2 separate regions of the Mus musculus genome follow, and region 1 is linked to region 2. Evidence: chromatin contacts called from public Hi-C data. All regions are on one chromosome and are shown on one strand. The core of a region is the stretch at or near the end of the contact, and the rest is flanking DNA. Distances in the headings are between cores, read along the strand shown. Region 1 overlaps Angpt1 (angiopoietin 1). Region 2 has its middle 340 kb from the start of Abra.

Evidence for each region. Hi-C and Micro-C count contacts between places; a contact is called where the count stands out from the background.
Region 1: a contact with region 2 is called in a Hi-C map of the G1E-ER4 cell line, with 5 times the contacts expected there. The contact joins two enhancer-like sites.

What each region holds. Positions count from the first base shown.
Region 1 is chr15:42,516,454-42,523,219 of GRCm38.p6, forward strand. The region is part of intron 2 of Angpt1 (angiopoietin 1); the gene reads right to left. Among named protein-coding and RNA genes, the nearest start is that of Gm41313, 150 kb to the right of the region's middle. Within about 2 kb of position 4,473, at least 45 of the 459 cell types and tissues checked have an H3K27ac peak or open chromatin away from gene starts, as enhancers often do. A contact at or near this core is called in the G1E-ER4 cell line, where this site is marked.
Region 2 is chr15:42,203,207-42,210,427 of GRCm38.p6, forward strand. No RefSeq gene overlaps it. Among named protein-coding and RNA genes, the nearest start is that of Abra, 340 kb to the left of the region's middle. Within about 2 kb of position 4,860, at least 6 of the 459 cell types and tissues checked have an H3K27ac peak or open chromatin away from gene starts, as enhancers often do. A contact at or near this core is called in the G1E-ER4 cell line, where this site is marked.

The DNA of each region.
Region 1 (6,766 bases), core at 3,223-5,722, 310 kb after region 2:
TCCATTGCTGAAGATGATTCTTCTTTTTTATCCATGCTATGTTTTTCTGCTACACTATGATTACACAGGGCCTGCACTGCTGTGTCCATAGTCCTGCAGAACAAAGTCATGCCCACTGGAATATTCAACTATGTGCTGGCAGTGCACAATGGGTTGTTTGCAAGTCAGATACTGATTATGGAAGGTAACAGCCCCACAGGCATAGTTACACTCTTACAGGCCAAATTTGAATTATTGGGCATGGAAGAAGAAAGCAGACCTATCTTAGAGATCCAGGCTAAGGGCTGGTCAACTTAGTTTAAGCACAAATGCCAAACTCTTCTCTTTTCCCATCAGCTTGACTCTATTGCTGCTTTATTTCAAGTCACTCCACTGATGTTTTCAAACAGGCTTGAAGTTCAAATCTGGGCATGCAGGGGAACTGTAGAAAACTATGATAAATTGACCACTGCCTTGCATGAGTCTATGAAACTTACTGTTGGCAATAACTGAAGTATTCCATTAAAATGACAAAAGACATTTCCTTCTTAGCTTAAACACATCCCAAAAGCACATCCCTGGGAAAAAATGTTTAAGAGGAAAGGGGAGAAAAGGAAGAAAGGAAAGAGTGAAGAATAAACGCAATAAGTCCCTAAGGACCAGTGTCAAAGCTTAAATTTCCCAGAGTTTTCCATAGGCTGAGGAAAGTAAGATCTGAAATGGAGGATTTATGTAGTTTAAAGAGCTTAGCTATTTAAAAAAATAAAATAAAAAAATAAAAAGTATTCACTTTCTAGAGAAAGTGAGGTAAGAATTTTCAGACAGCTTCTTGTAATGCTTTTAAGAGTATTTCATTTCAAATCCACACTAACTGAAAGGTAGTTATTGAAAGGAAATACAGAAACCACAAAATAAAATACCTTTTTTTGTAGCACATTGATCTCAGGGCCATTGATTTACTGTGGGTTTTTTTGTTTGTTTGTTTGCTCTCTCTCTCTCTCTCTCTCTCTCTCCCTCTCTCTCTCTCTCTCTCTCTCTCTCTCTCTCTCTCTCTCTCTCTCTCTTCATAGAGGAAAGTGAACATCTGGGATGGAGTGATATGGCCCCTAGTATCCTGCCCACATCACACACCTTACATTACTAAGAGCAAGATGATGATTTTTCTCTGCCTCTTGATGAGATGCCATATGAAGTGAGCAACAGTTTCCTTAAGTGGCTCTGCTTCTTACCTCAGCTCAGGAAATCCTTAACACGGAGTGACTTCTGGTTTAAACAAGTAGAAGTGTTGGAAAAACAAATCAAAAGGTATGCCAAATAAACACTCTGGCAATCCCAGAATATGAGAGATGATCGAATGGTTGTCTAAGTAGCTTAAATATGTTATTCTTAAGTGGGGAGGGAGCCAGAAAGAAAAGAGACACCCAAGTTTACTGAGCCCATCAAACTTGGAAAACAAATTATCTGCAAAATCACTTGAAAAATTAAGGAACCTTGGAAAAATATTGTTAATATAGGTTATAGTAATAGATATTTAATACTGTATAAAATTATAATGTATTATATTTATGTCATATATGTTTATATTAACCATCCATATCAGTATTTGTAATGTTCATAGTAACCTCATTATATTTGAATATAATATATATCGAATAATATATATTGAATATTAATATATACCATTTATAACCTAACAATGTAACTTTGTGCCATATTTAAAATATAATAACTGCATGTGGCTATGGAATTTGGTAAGTACAGTACTTTTTAAAACATGCAGATATTGTAGGTTGAATTATCTTGTTTATTAGAGTGAACTATGTGGCTTCTCTAAATTTAGAGTCTCAGTTCTTCCTTAAAAGTAACTAAGAACCCACAGCTTCTCTGCCTAAGAAAATGCCATTTTGACCATTAACTACTGCTACAAACTGTTGCCTTTCCAGGCATCCTGACGTCTTCAGTTTGTGGCAGCTGATGGCATCATCTGATTTCTCCTTATTATACAGATCAAATTATCACAATAAGGCAGGAAGGGGCTAAATTTATCATGTTCTTCAGAGTACAAAAACCTACATTGGGATGATTACTCCTGCAGCCCAATCTTTTTCAGTAGCTTACTTTTCTTTGAAGTCATACTCAGCCCATCAGCTAAGTTTTTAGTTATATTACTACCAACACAGCCTTGGGTTAAAATCCAAATATATTACAATCAGGGTTGTTAATTACTTAATTAGAACTTACTAAGGTTTTGATATACATCATGTTCTACTCCAAATCCCAGTGATAGAGCTTCAAAGGAGGAAAGAAAATCCTTACTTTCCAATTAACATGTGTTTGAAGAACTAGTTAGATTTTTTTTTTTTTTCAGTCAGTAGCCAAGTAGTAACTATCTTAGCTTGGTGAGCTGTCATTATTTGGATGTAAAATGTTCCCAAAAGGTTCATGTGTTTGAACATTTGGTCTCCAGCTGGCAATGCTGTTTTGGGGAATTATAGAATCTTTATGGCTTGGGGCCTCAGTGGAAGAAATGGATCCCTACGGGTAAGTCTTCAGGTTTGTAGCTTGTCTTATTTGTAGTGTAGCCTCAGACCTTTCTGCTTTCTGATATAGTTAAACGTGAGCATTCACAGCTACACACTCACAATGTGGCCTTCCCCACATCATGAATTTTGTACTCTCAAACTGTAAGCCAAAATAAATTCTTACTCCCTTAAGTTGTATCTGTTACATATTTTGTCACATTAACAGGGGAGGGGGAGGGAGGCAGAAACCCTGATCTCTAGGGCATGTTGTCTTTACTATAACTCTGGCATTACCACCCCGATGTGAGAACAGTAACACAGCCACACACAGCATATGCATAGATAAATGTGGTTGTGTTAATGCAGCTTCAAAAAAGAACACTTGTCAAATTGAGCCAACATTTTCTGAATCGTCATCCAGCACTTTATGCAAATTAATTACCAATGTATTTTCCTTATAAGACCCTCTCGCTAATTTATTTCACCATCATTTCAGCTAGTTCAAGGTTTAAAGTTTATTCGAATGTCCTATCAAGGAAGACAGTTCAATTTTTAGAGTCAGCCTTTGACGGTAGACATAAGAAGAAACTTATGTCTACCGTCTTATCTAAGAAAGATGTGCTCTTTCAACAGACTACTTCTGAACTGCTTCAAGTTTCTAACTGTGCTGTTGTGATCCATGAAGTTATAGTCCTTAGTGACCTCTGAGAAGCAGAAGGGAAGTGGGATTAAAGTGCAGGGGATTTATTAGAGCAAATGTCTATGGAGGGAAACTTAGTGGGAGGAGCCAGAGATGGTCTTCAGATTGAGGTCCAGGCTTTACCCCAGTGAGGAAGAGAGCAGGCAAAAGGAGTACTCAGTGGAAGTCTTAGTCCTCAAGACAGCTGTAATTATATGCAACAGGCGATGGGAAAACACTAGCCAAAGTCATGTGTCAGCAAAGTTCTAAAGCTCCTGGGAAGGATGCTAAGTATCCTGCCACAGTGAGTCATTGCTTAGAAATGGCTGTTGAGAATTGTGGTCTCTGCACCAATACCTGATGGGCTTGAGACTACAGCAGCTGGGGTCCCTGTTCAATCAGACTTCCCACAACAGCATACTCAAAAGGTGTGTTTTAAATGTGACAGAAATTGGAGAAAGAGACTTGATCTAGAGACTTTATACCACCTTAACTCAAAGACAGTGAACATAAGGACTGCTTATTGTGACATCTTGCCCCATGGAAATATGCAAAATACATCTGTTCAAATGACATTAAATTCTGTTTCTAATACCATAGTGCTGGAACTATTGGAGACTGGAGGAAACTTGAGATAGCTGTCTGAAGACATTCCCTACAGTTGACACAGCTGGCAGCTGGCAAGGACAGCTTGAAGGCTGCATGTGATGAGGTCACTGGCACCTGAGAGAATGAATGGTGTATGTGTGGGAAGGGGGAGACTGCCATTCCCATAAGCAGCAAAGCCATGGTATTACATATAAGAGGCGCTCAGTAGTTTTAAGAGTATTGCTCTGAGCTAAATCTTGTTCTCTGTTTGCACCCGTTGATGATAATTCCATAATCTTAAAGAAAAAAGCAGAACCACAGGAGAGAGATCAGCACTGGTAGAAAGATACTCGTCATGCAGATTTTGACACCAGACTGCTTCACTTTAAATTCTCACTTTAATGGTCACTAATTCTTTCATCTGAACCGACTTTTTGCATCATTCTTTATTTTAGTTTCCTCATCTTCCAACAAGGAATGAAAATATGACATACTTTATAGGACGTATTTGCTGATACTAGTTAATATGTGTGTAAGATTAGACTGAGGCAAGGGGACAATTAAAAGTAGAACTTAATTTGGTTTGTTGATCTGATAAATTCTCTCCCTTGACACCAAATTTGCCTGAGGACAAAGTGAGAGTGAGATTGCACAACAGGAGGGGCACATGAATAATTCATGATCCTCACTCCTTTATGAAAAAGAGGAACTTGGAGAGGAAGGGATGTTTGCAGATACTGATGTGTCTGAATGAGTGCTGTTCTCCACTGAGATAGGGAGAAGGAAAAGGCTTTCTCTGGTTTCAATTTCTCATTAGCACGCCCATGGCCAGCAATCTTTTCTAGAGGTGCTCATCCCAGGACCCCTTTTCTGATTATAATGTTCATTGGGTGTAGGGATTCTTTATGCCCTGCAGCAAAACCAAGGCCTTCCTACTGCCTTTGAAAGTACAAATCTAGAAGGTCAACAGAGGACTAGTAAGCAATAAGGAGCTTATCTTTATAAGATCATCATGTGAGAGCCAGGGTGCACAACGGGGCAAAGCTCTTGCTACATGATCCTCAGATTCTAAAACAGCCTGAAGTCAATTTTCAGGAAAGGAAACCACAAAAGTGTGAAACCGAGTTAGGAGGATATCAGAGCAAAATACCAGAGCAAACATGGACTGAGTAGAAGGCTCCTTCAGCTCTTGAGTGAATCATGTAAAGGCACTGAGTATTCATTTTGTAAATGACTCTGTGGCAGGAACAGGGTGCACTTTCATGGTTAGGTTGAAGCAAAACACACACAAGAGTTCAAATATACACCATGTGGATGCACACTTGATAAAGAAAAGTTTGGAGTGTAAACACCAATGACTGCCACATGTTCAAAGGAAGATGAGAAGAATGCAGGGGCTTCACTTTGTAAAGCACAAGGAGGCCTGTCTGAGCATTCTCTTGTCTAATTGACTCTGGTTGATAATTCTGAAGGATTTGTGATTAATTTTGAGTTTGTCTATCCTAAAAATATTCTTGCTATATCTAGTAAACTTTAATTGGCCTTTATGATGAATTTTCACTGTTTATGATGAATTTTCAGAGTTCTATTTTCTCTTTATTCATTGCCTTCTCTGTATTATCTTTCAGAAAGTACATGTTTCCCAGTCTTTGGAACATAGAATAAATTGCTACTTTTAAAAACTTGCAAAACAAAAATCTTTACAGATTGAAGATTAAAATATTGACAAGACTTTTTTTTTCTCCACCACATCAGTACTTCCTTGATGAGAAAAGAATAAAAACAATATCAGAGAAGGTTTTGGAGTGACATAAAAATAAATAAAGATCCTTGCACACACACACACACACACACACACACACACACACACACACACATACACACACACACACACTGGAGTCCTCTCCTTCTCCATGAATTCTGAATTCTGAGACTTGAAATCATGTCCGTAAGCTTGGTGAAAAGCACCTTACACGATTGAACCATCTCACCTGCTAGTGTTTCAGGGTTGGAACTTATGAAACTGTTTGTTGCAGGAAGTAAGCATTTGGCATTAGATAAAGTAAAAAAAAAAAAAAAAAGAACAAAACAAACACTTTCATTGTGTGTAATATAGGAAATCAATATTTTATAAATGAGCATGCTTGCTTTACATGATTATAAATGAGTCAATACATATCATGTTGTTCAGTTATGAGATCTAGTTGCCATTCCCTATATTTCCTGTATATCTGATAGTGGTCTACAGAAAAAAAAAAAGTGTTCTTCAAAATCCAGGCAATTTATTCCTCCATTGCAATCAGCATTTAAATTCTGATTTCACTAGTTGATTATTAGTATCATTAGTCAGTGAAAGAGATATGAAGACTCTAGAGTTCAATAACTGTGTTAGTGAAAGAGATAAGAATATCTTCCTTACCTACATTCTTTAAATGATTTTCATAAATGTGTGTGATTTTTAATTTTTTTGTTGTTTTGTTTTGCTTTGTTTCGTTTGTCTAGGCAACCTGTATTTCATACAAATTGTTTTATCTCTACAAAGCATCTTTGCTACTTCTCTTTAACTATTAACATGATTTACAATATCACTGACACAGATTAAATAAAGTAGAAATATTTACACATGCAAATTTTGTGCCTTGATAGAAATCAGCTACATCAGAACAGAGCCACCTCTCATTCCAAGTTTCAGAATGCTATCACAACGGAGTCACACTAGCCACAGTTAACTGCACTGAGAGGCCATCTTCCAGTGCATATGACACTATACTTATGACAGTGATAATTTAAAGGCATCCTTACATTGTACTAATTTCCACTCAAACGTACAGGTTTATGCAGACTCATGCTAATTCTTGCTCAGAGAACCTGAAGCTTTCCTTTCAATTTACTGGTATCACAGATGCCATTATCAAGAATGCATTGCCAGAGATAAAGCAAGACAGCTCAGAAAGCTCGTCAACAGTCAGCAGTCACCACGTGACTATTTTGGTTTACA
Region 2 (7,221 bases), core at 3,610-6,109:
AGGAGAACACCAGGGCCAAAAAGTGGGAATGGGTGGGTAGGAGAGTGGGGGGGGGGAGTATGGGGGACTTTTGGATAGCATTGGAAATGTAATTGAGGAAAATACATAATAAAAAAGAATATTTAAATTAAAAAAAAAGAAATTAGGGAAACAATTCCCTATACAATAGCCACAAATAGTATAAAATACCTTGGGGTAACTCTAACCAAACAAGTGAAAGACCTGTATGACAATAACTTCAAATCTCTCAAGAAAGAAATCAAAGACAATCTCAGATAATGGAGAGATCTCCCATGCTCATGGATTGGCAGGATTAACATAGTAAAAATGGCCATCCTACCAAAGGTAATCTATAGATTTAATCAATCCCCATCAAAATCCCAACACAATTCTTCAAGGACATGGAAAGAGTAATTCTTAAATTCATCTGGAAAGGCAAAACTCCCAGAATAGCTAAAACAATTCCTAACAATAAAAGAATGGCTGAGGAATCACTGTCCCTGCCCTCAATCTTCACTATAGAGCAGTAGTGATTAAAAACTGCAGCCAGGCGGTGGTGGCGCACGCCTTTAATCCCAACACTTGGGAGGCAGAGGCTGGCAGATTTCTGAGTTCGAGGCCAGGCTGGTCTACAAAGTGAGTTCCAGGACAGCCAGGGCTATACAGAGAAACCCTGTCTCAAAACAAAAGAAAACAAACAAACAAACAAACAAAAAAAACTGCATGGTGTTGGTACAGAGACAGACATGTTGATCAATGGAAAAGAATTGAAGACCCAGAATTAAAACCACATACTTAAGGTCACTTGATCTTTGATAAAGATGTCAAAAATATACAATGGAACAAAGAAAGCATCTTCAATAAATGGTGCTGGTCTGTCTGTATGTAGAAGAATGAAAATAGCCCCATACTTGTCACCTTGTACAAAGCTAAACTCCAAGTGGGTCAAGGACCTCACCATAAAACCAGATACATTGAATCTAATAGTAGAGAAAGTGGGAAAGAGCCTTGAACTCATTGGCACAGGGGTAAATTTCCTAAACAGAATTTCAATGGCTCATGCTCTAAGATTAAGAATTAATAAATAGGACCTCATGAAATTGGAAAGCTTCTGTAAGGCAAAGGGCATAGTAAATAAGACAAATAAGCTACCTACAGATTGGAAAAAAAATCTTCACTAACTCCACATCCAATAGAGGGCCAATATCCAAAATATATAAGGAACTCAAGAAGTTAATCACCAAAAAATCCAAACAACTCAATCAAAAAATGAACTAAACTGAGAATTCACTAAACTCAGGAATCTTGAATGGCTGAGAAGCACCTGAAGAAATGTTCAAAATCCTTAGTGATCAGAGAAATGAAATAAACGACCCTGAGATTCCACCTTTTACCCATCAGAAGAGCTAAGATCAAAACCTCACGTGCCAACACATGTTTGAGAGAATGTGGAGAAAGAAGAACACTCTTCCATTGCTGCTGGGATTGCAATCTGGTACAACTACTCTGGAAATCAATCTGGAGGTTCCTCAGAAAATTGGAAATAGATCTACCTGAAGACCCAGCTATACCACTCTTGGTAATATACTCAAAAGATGCCCTACCACGTCACAGGGGAACATATTCCACCATGTTCATAGCAGCCTTACTTGTGATAGCCAGAACCTGGAAACAACCCAGATGTCCCATGACAGAAGAATGGATATAGAAAATGTGGTTCATTTACACATTGTAATACTACTCAGCTATTAAGAATGAGGACATCCTGAGTTTTGCAGGCAAATGGATGGAACTAGAAAATATCATCTGAGATTACTCAGACCCAAAAGGACATGCATGGTATATTCTCTCTAATGAGTGCATATTAGCCAAAATAAAGTACAGAATACCCAAGATAGAGTCCAGCACAATTGAAAACAGGGGATAAAACAAAACAAAACAACATCAACAAAAAAGAAAAATTTCTCAAGACATAAAGTGCAATAGATATGAGAGATACGAGAAATAGTTCTCATCATTAGCCATCAGGAAAATATAAATTAAAACCACAATTAGCATATAGTTGTTATGACAACTATTATTATAGATAATAAGGCTAATGAGGGTGAAACCTAATGGAATTTCCCCCATATTGCCATCAATCTAAAACTAGAACTGATATCAAATACAGCAGATACACCTCTTAGAGAATATGTCTTAAAGATGCTAATTATCTATGTGTACATACATATTTCTTATTTGGTTTCTGCATTACTCCCTATGAAAGATAATATGTCAATGAACGGAAAAAGAATTAGAATATAAACAAGAAAGACATAAAACAGAATTTTAAACGAAGAAACCTACCGTTCACAATTGTAAACATAAGCCTAGAAGACATCGCCATAAATGAAATAAACTAAACACAGAAACAAACAGGCAAACAACAACCAGGGCATGACATTTCTTTGTGTAATGAAAAACTGTTGAATCCATAGCAACAAAATGTATAAGAATGATTAATAGCTGAGCAGATTTAAAAATGAAGTAATTTGGGCCAAGTGGATAAAAGTAGTAGATATATTGGGTGAATAAATATATATTTCATGTACATTATAAGCACTAAAGTCAATATCATATTACATCAGGAAAAGTATCAAGATATTCTATTTTAGATGTTCTTCTTATAGACAGATACACTAAATGAATAATTAATAAAAGGTTATAGTTCGAATAACTTTAATAATGTTAGCAAGCATTTCAATGGATAGATAGCTAGTAGATGGCAGATAGATAGGTATGACATCCTTTAATGTAGTTTATGAAACAATGAGGGTAATTTTTAAGAAGGATTTTAAGTTAAAAGTTCAGTCAGGATAGGAAGGAAGGAAGCACCATGGTGTGGTAGGTAAGGTATAGAAAAAGAACTAAAAACTATTTGGATCAATTTACTATTCTATGGATTTATGACATGTTCCAAAGTGGATAATTGCAAATATTGCCTCATATCTTACCTAATCAACCGTTGATGGCAAGCTCTGTAGTCATGAGGTTAATCCCAAGTCACTGTAAATCAAGTGGAATGCAAAGAACAGAGGGGTAACTTGATGCAGAAATACCTCCTGCCCTTTTCTGAACCACATTCAATGAAGTCTGGTATTCTAATATAGAGAATTATGTGCTTATATGACTACTAATAAAGATATCTTTCCCAGTATCATGATTCAAAACAATTTTTTTCTCATGTTAATCAAGAAAATTCAAAATGCTTAAGTGTTTGTTGACATCCCCACTAACGGCATATATGGAAATGCTTATGAGGACTGCTGGCACATGCTACTGAATACCAGTGTTAACCTCAACCTATGGACACTTGTCAGCTTGAAGAGTGAACTGTGTATACCTGCTGGGATTGCCATGGTGATTAACTCCACTGACCCTTTCATCAGTTCCTATTTTTCAGGATTTGGAGTTCAAAGGAAGGCCTACACTTTAGTCCATTACAAAGAAGCAGAGGCTCCGCACCCTGTGCTAAGCTTTCCTGGATTGCTTCTACATGCCTAAGAAGCGGTGCATACTCAAAAGATATTTTCTAGGTTTCCATTTGACTTTTACTTTTCCTGCGAGTCTCCGCAGCACACGAACCATCTCCATTTTAAGTTTTAAAGGCTATACAAATATGTGTTGAACCAAGATTAGGAAAAAGGTAACTATACAAATACTATAGATAAAGTTCTCTTCTCATCCTGCCTCTTGTTAGTATATTATATATTATATAAATATATAATAGTGTATTATAACAGAGCATGTTATAATAATAGCACTGGGAAACATCCTTGTACTATTTTTTTAGGGGTGTCTTCCTACTTGTAGTTTGTGCTTGTACAACTTTGTGTGTTGCTAAAAAATATTTACATAAATTTATAAACCTCTAAACTTGACTTGCCAGCAGTTTCAAATTTACGGAATCTTTAACATTCTACTAAGAATTGAATTTCATGTACAGACTGTGGGCATAGCATGTAAAATGAAATATATATATTAGCATTAAGCAGGTTGGTGCAGAAGTAGAAGAAGGTGGTTCATGTGGGCAATATACCTCCCTTGGGTCCAATCCTGGTTAACTTAAGCCTTACAGCTAATAGGTCTTATCACAGTCTGTGACATGGAACTGGCCAGAGGCCCAGATCCAGAGCATTTAATTGGATGAATGACGATTAATCTGGAGACAATATAAATCAAAGGATTCAAGGAATGGGGCTGTTCTGTTCATCACAAGTGGCATCTTTGGCAAATTAATAACCCCCACTCTCTCAGCACAGACAAATCGAGTCCTGTTAATCTTTGTGCAAGGCTCAACATAAGAAAAGGTTTGACTTTCCAGGATGCCCAGCCTCTGTGGCCCAGCCTTACTGAAAGGCAGATGTAACATAATCTGTGAGCCAGCAGATGTCGTACATACATTGTTCATTATTTGCTTTGTCCAAGTACAGAGCAAGCACTCGGACGAAAGAGGACCATTGCTGCAGCAGTTAAGTAATTCAGAGGATTCTACTCTGAGTAGTGTTGAAGTTGCTGGTAAAATTTACTTCCTCTAAAAGTGTATGAGTGGTTCATGAAAATAGCTTCATTCATAGGAAGCATTTTAAAAAGTGAAACATAATAATTGCTTTTGTGACTGTTCAATTTTTCTGCCAATATTTTTTAATATTTAATTTTCCCTAAGATGATTTTAATTTTAATTCATGTCTGATTGCTTTCCATTTAGTCACGACTTGCTAGTTTCTAAGAATACTGAGTTAAATGAGATTTCCCCTCTCAGTGACATGGCTTCAGAAATAAGCTGACTAACAGAAGTCAACTACGGTGTTGTCTAGGGTTAGGGCCTCTGGAAAGAAATACTGAGATACACTATGGGTGAGCACTTGTGAGGATATGGTGAAGGGAACAGAATTAAGCAAAGGGAATGGCCAATGAATGTAATATTTTGCCAAAATACTAGCCAGTACAGTGGGGCTATTGGAATACATACATATTCTTTAGGACCTGACCCACATTAGCCAGGTGATTAAAATCTCTCATTAGCCAATTGCTGGATAGGTTTTCCTGTGTGCTGGATGCTATCTTCGAGAATCTGTAGGACCCTGGCCGAGCTAGAGTGGCCAAAGAGTTGAGCTCTCTGAAAGGGAGAGGGAGTTGGGTCAAGGCAGGCTGCTGGGTCTCTTCTGGCCACCACTGTTCTAGCATAAGTGGCACACAATGGGATGATAGTGACCAACAGGGCTCAGTGGGACAGCAGGGAGTACCAGGTGGTTAGGAGCTAAGGTTGGGGCCACAGAGATGGAAGTGACTGTGGTAGGTTCAAACAGCTTCCAACTACAAAAGCTTCATGAAAGAATTCACTTCCCCAAAGTGTTACACCTCTATCTATGACAGATGCTCTCAGATCTTTGATGAAATAGCACACGCACTTTATTCCTTGTGGACAGGGTCTTTTATACATTTTGGGGTGGGTTGGGGTCTAAAAGGAGATGCTTCCTATTTGCTTGGTCTGAGATGTTAATGATGCTTCATCTGCATGTAAAGGCGCTTCAGGCACTGCCCTACAGGACTGATTGTCAGTATCCTCTTCGTGGGGTGTCATGGTCACCTGTTCCAGGACAGGAACCTGGCTGGGAGTAAATAAAATGGCTACTGTTCTTAGGTATGAATGCACTGGGGTTTCTTTTTCTTTTCTTTTTTTTTTTATGTTTTTACATAAAAAGAGTTTACTTATAGAAATATACCCAAGAACACAATTAGACAGATACAAAATATAATTTCAAAGCTATTAGAGCCCAACAAATTTAAAATGATGTAATGCAAACATCAAAGCAAGCTAACAACAAAACAGTAAGTTAAAAAAGGAATCAGAGAATCATCTAGCTAAATCTATGGTTACTATGTGAGTCAAAATACAGGAGAGTCCAAACACTTTGTGGCTCAGCTCAAGAAAGTTACTATAAGGTTATAATGAGAAACTCCTGAATCTATGGGTTTTTATTTTGTTTCATTTTATTTATTTTTTTATTGGGCATTTATTTCATTTACATTTCCAATGCTATCCCAAAAGTCCCCCACAGGCTCCCCCACCCACTCCCACTTCTTGGCCCTGGCGTTCCCCTGTACTGAGGCATATAAAGTTTTCAAGACCAATGGGCCTCTCTTACCACTGATGGCCTACTAGGCCATCTTCTGATTCATATGCAGCTAGAAACATGAGCATCGGGGGAGGGGGGTATTGGTTAGTTCATATTGTTGTTCCACCTATAGGATTGCAGATCCCTTCAGCTCCTTGGGTACTTTCTCTAGCTTCTCCATTGGGGGCCCTGTGATCCATCCAATAGCTGACTGTGAGCATCCACTTCTGTGTTTGCCAGGCCCCGGCACAGTCTCACAAGAGACAGCCATATCTGGGTCCTTTCAGCAAAATCTTGCTAGTGTATGCAATGGTGTCAGCGTTTGGAAGCTGATTATGGGATGGATCCCCGGATATGGCAGTTTCTAGATGGTCCATCCTTTCGTCTCAGCTCCAAACTTTGTCACTGTAACTCCTTCTACGGGTGTTTTGTTCCCAATTCTAAGAAGGGGCAAAGTGTCCACACTTTGGTCTTCGTTCTTCTTGAGTTTCATGCGTTTAGCAAATTGTATCTTCTATCTTGGCTATTCTAAGTTTCTGGGCTAATATGCACTTATCAGTGAGTACATATTGTGTGAGTTCTTTTGTGATTAGGTTACCTCACTCAGGATAATGTCCTCCAGGTCCATCCATTTGGCTAGGAATTTCATAAATTCATTCTTTTTAATAGCTGAGTAGTACTCCATTGTGTAAATGTACCACATTTTCTGTATCCATTCCTCTGTTGAGGGGCACCTGGGTTCTTTCCAGCTTCTGGCTATTACAAATAAGGCTGTTATGAACATAGTGGAGCATGTGTTCTTCTTACCAGTTGGAACATCTTCTGGATATATGCCCAAGAGAGGTATTGCTGGATCCTCCGGTAGTACTATGTCCAATTTTCTGAGGAACTGCCAGACTGATTTCCAGAGTGGTTGTACAAGCTTGCAATCCCACCAACAATGGAGGAGTGTTCCTCTTTCTCCACATCCCCGCCAGCATCTGCTGTCACCTGAATTTTTGATCTTAGCCATTCTGACTGGTGTGAGGTGGAATCTCAGGGTTGTTTTGATTTGCATTTCCCT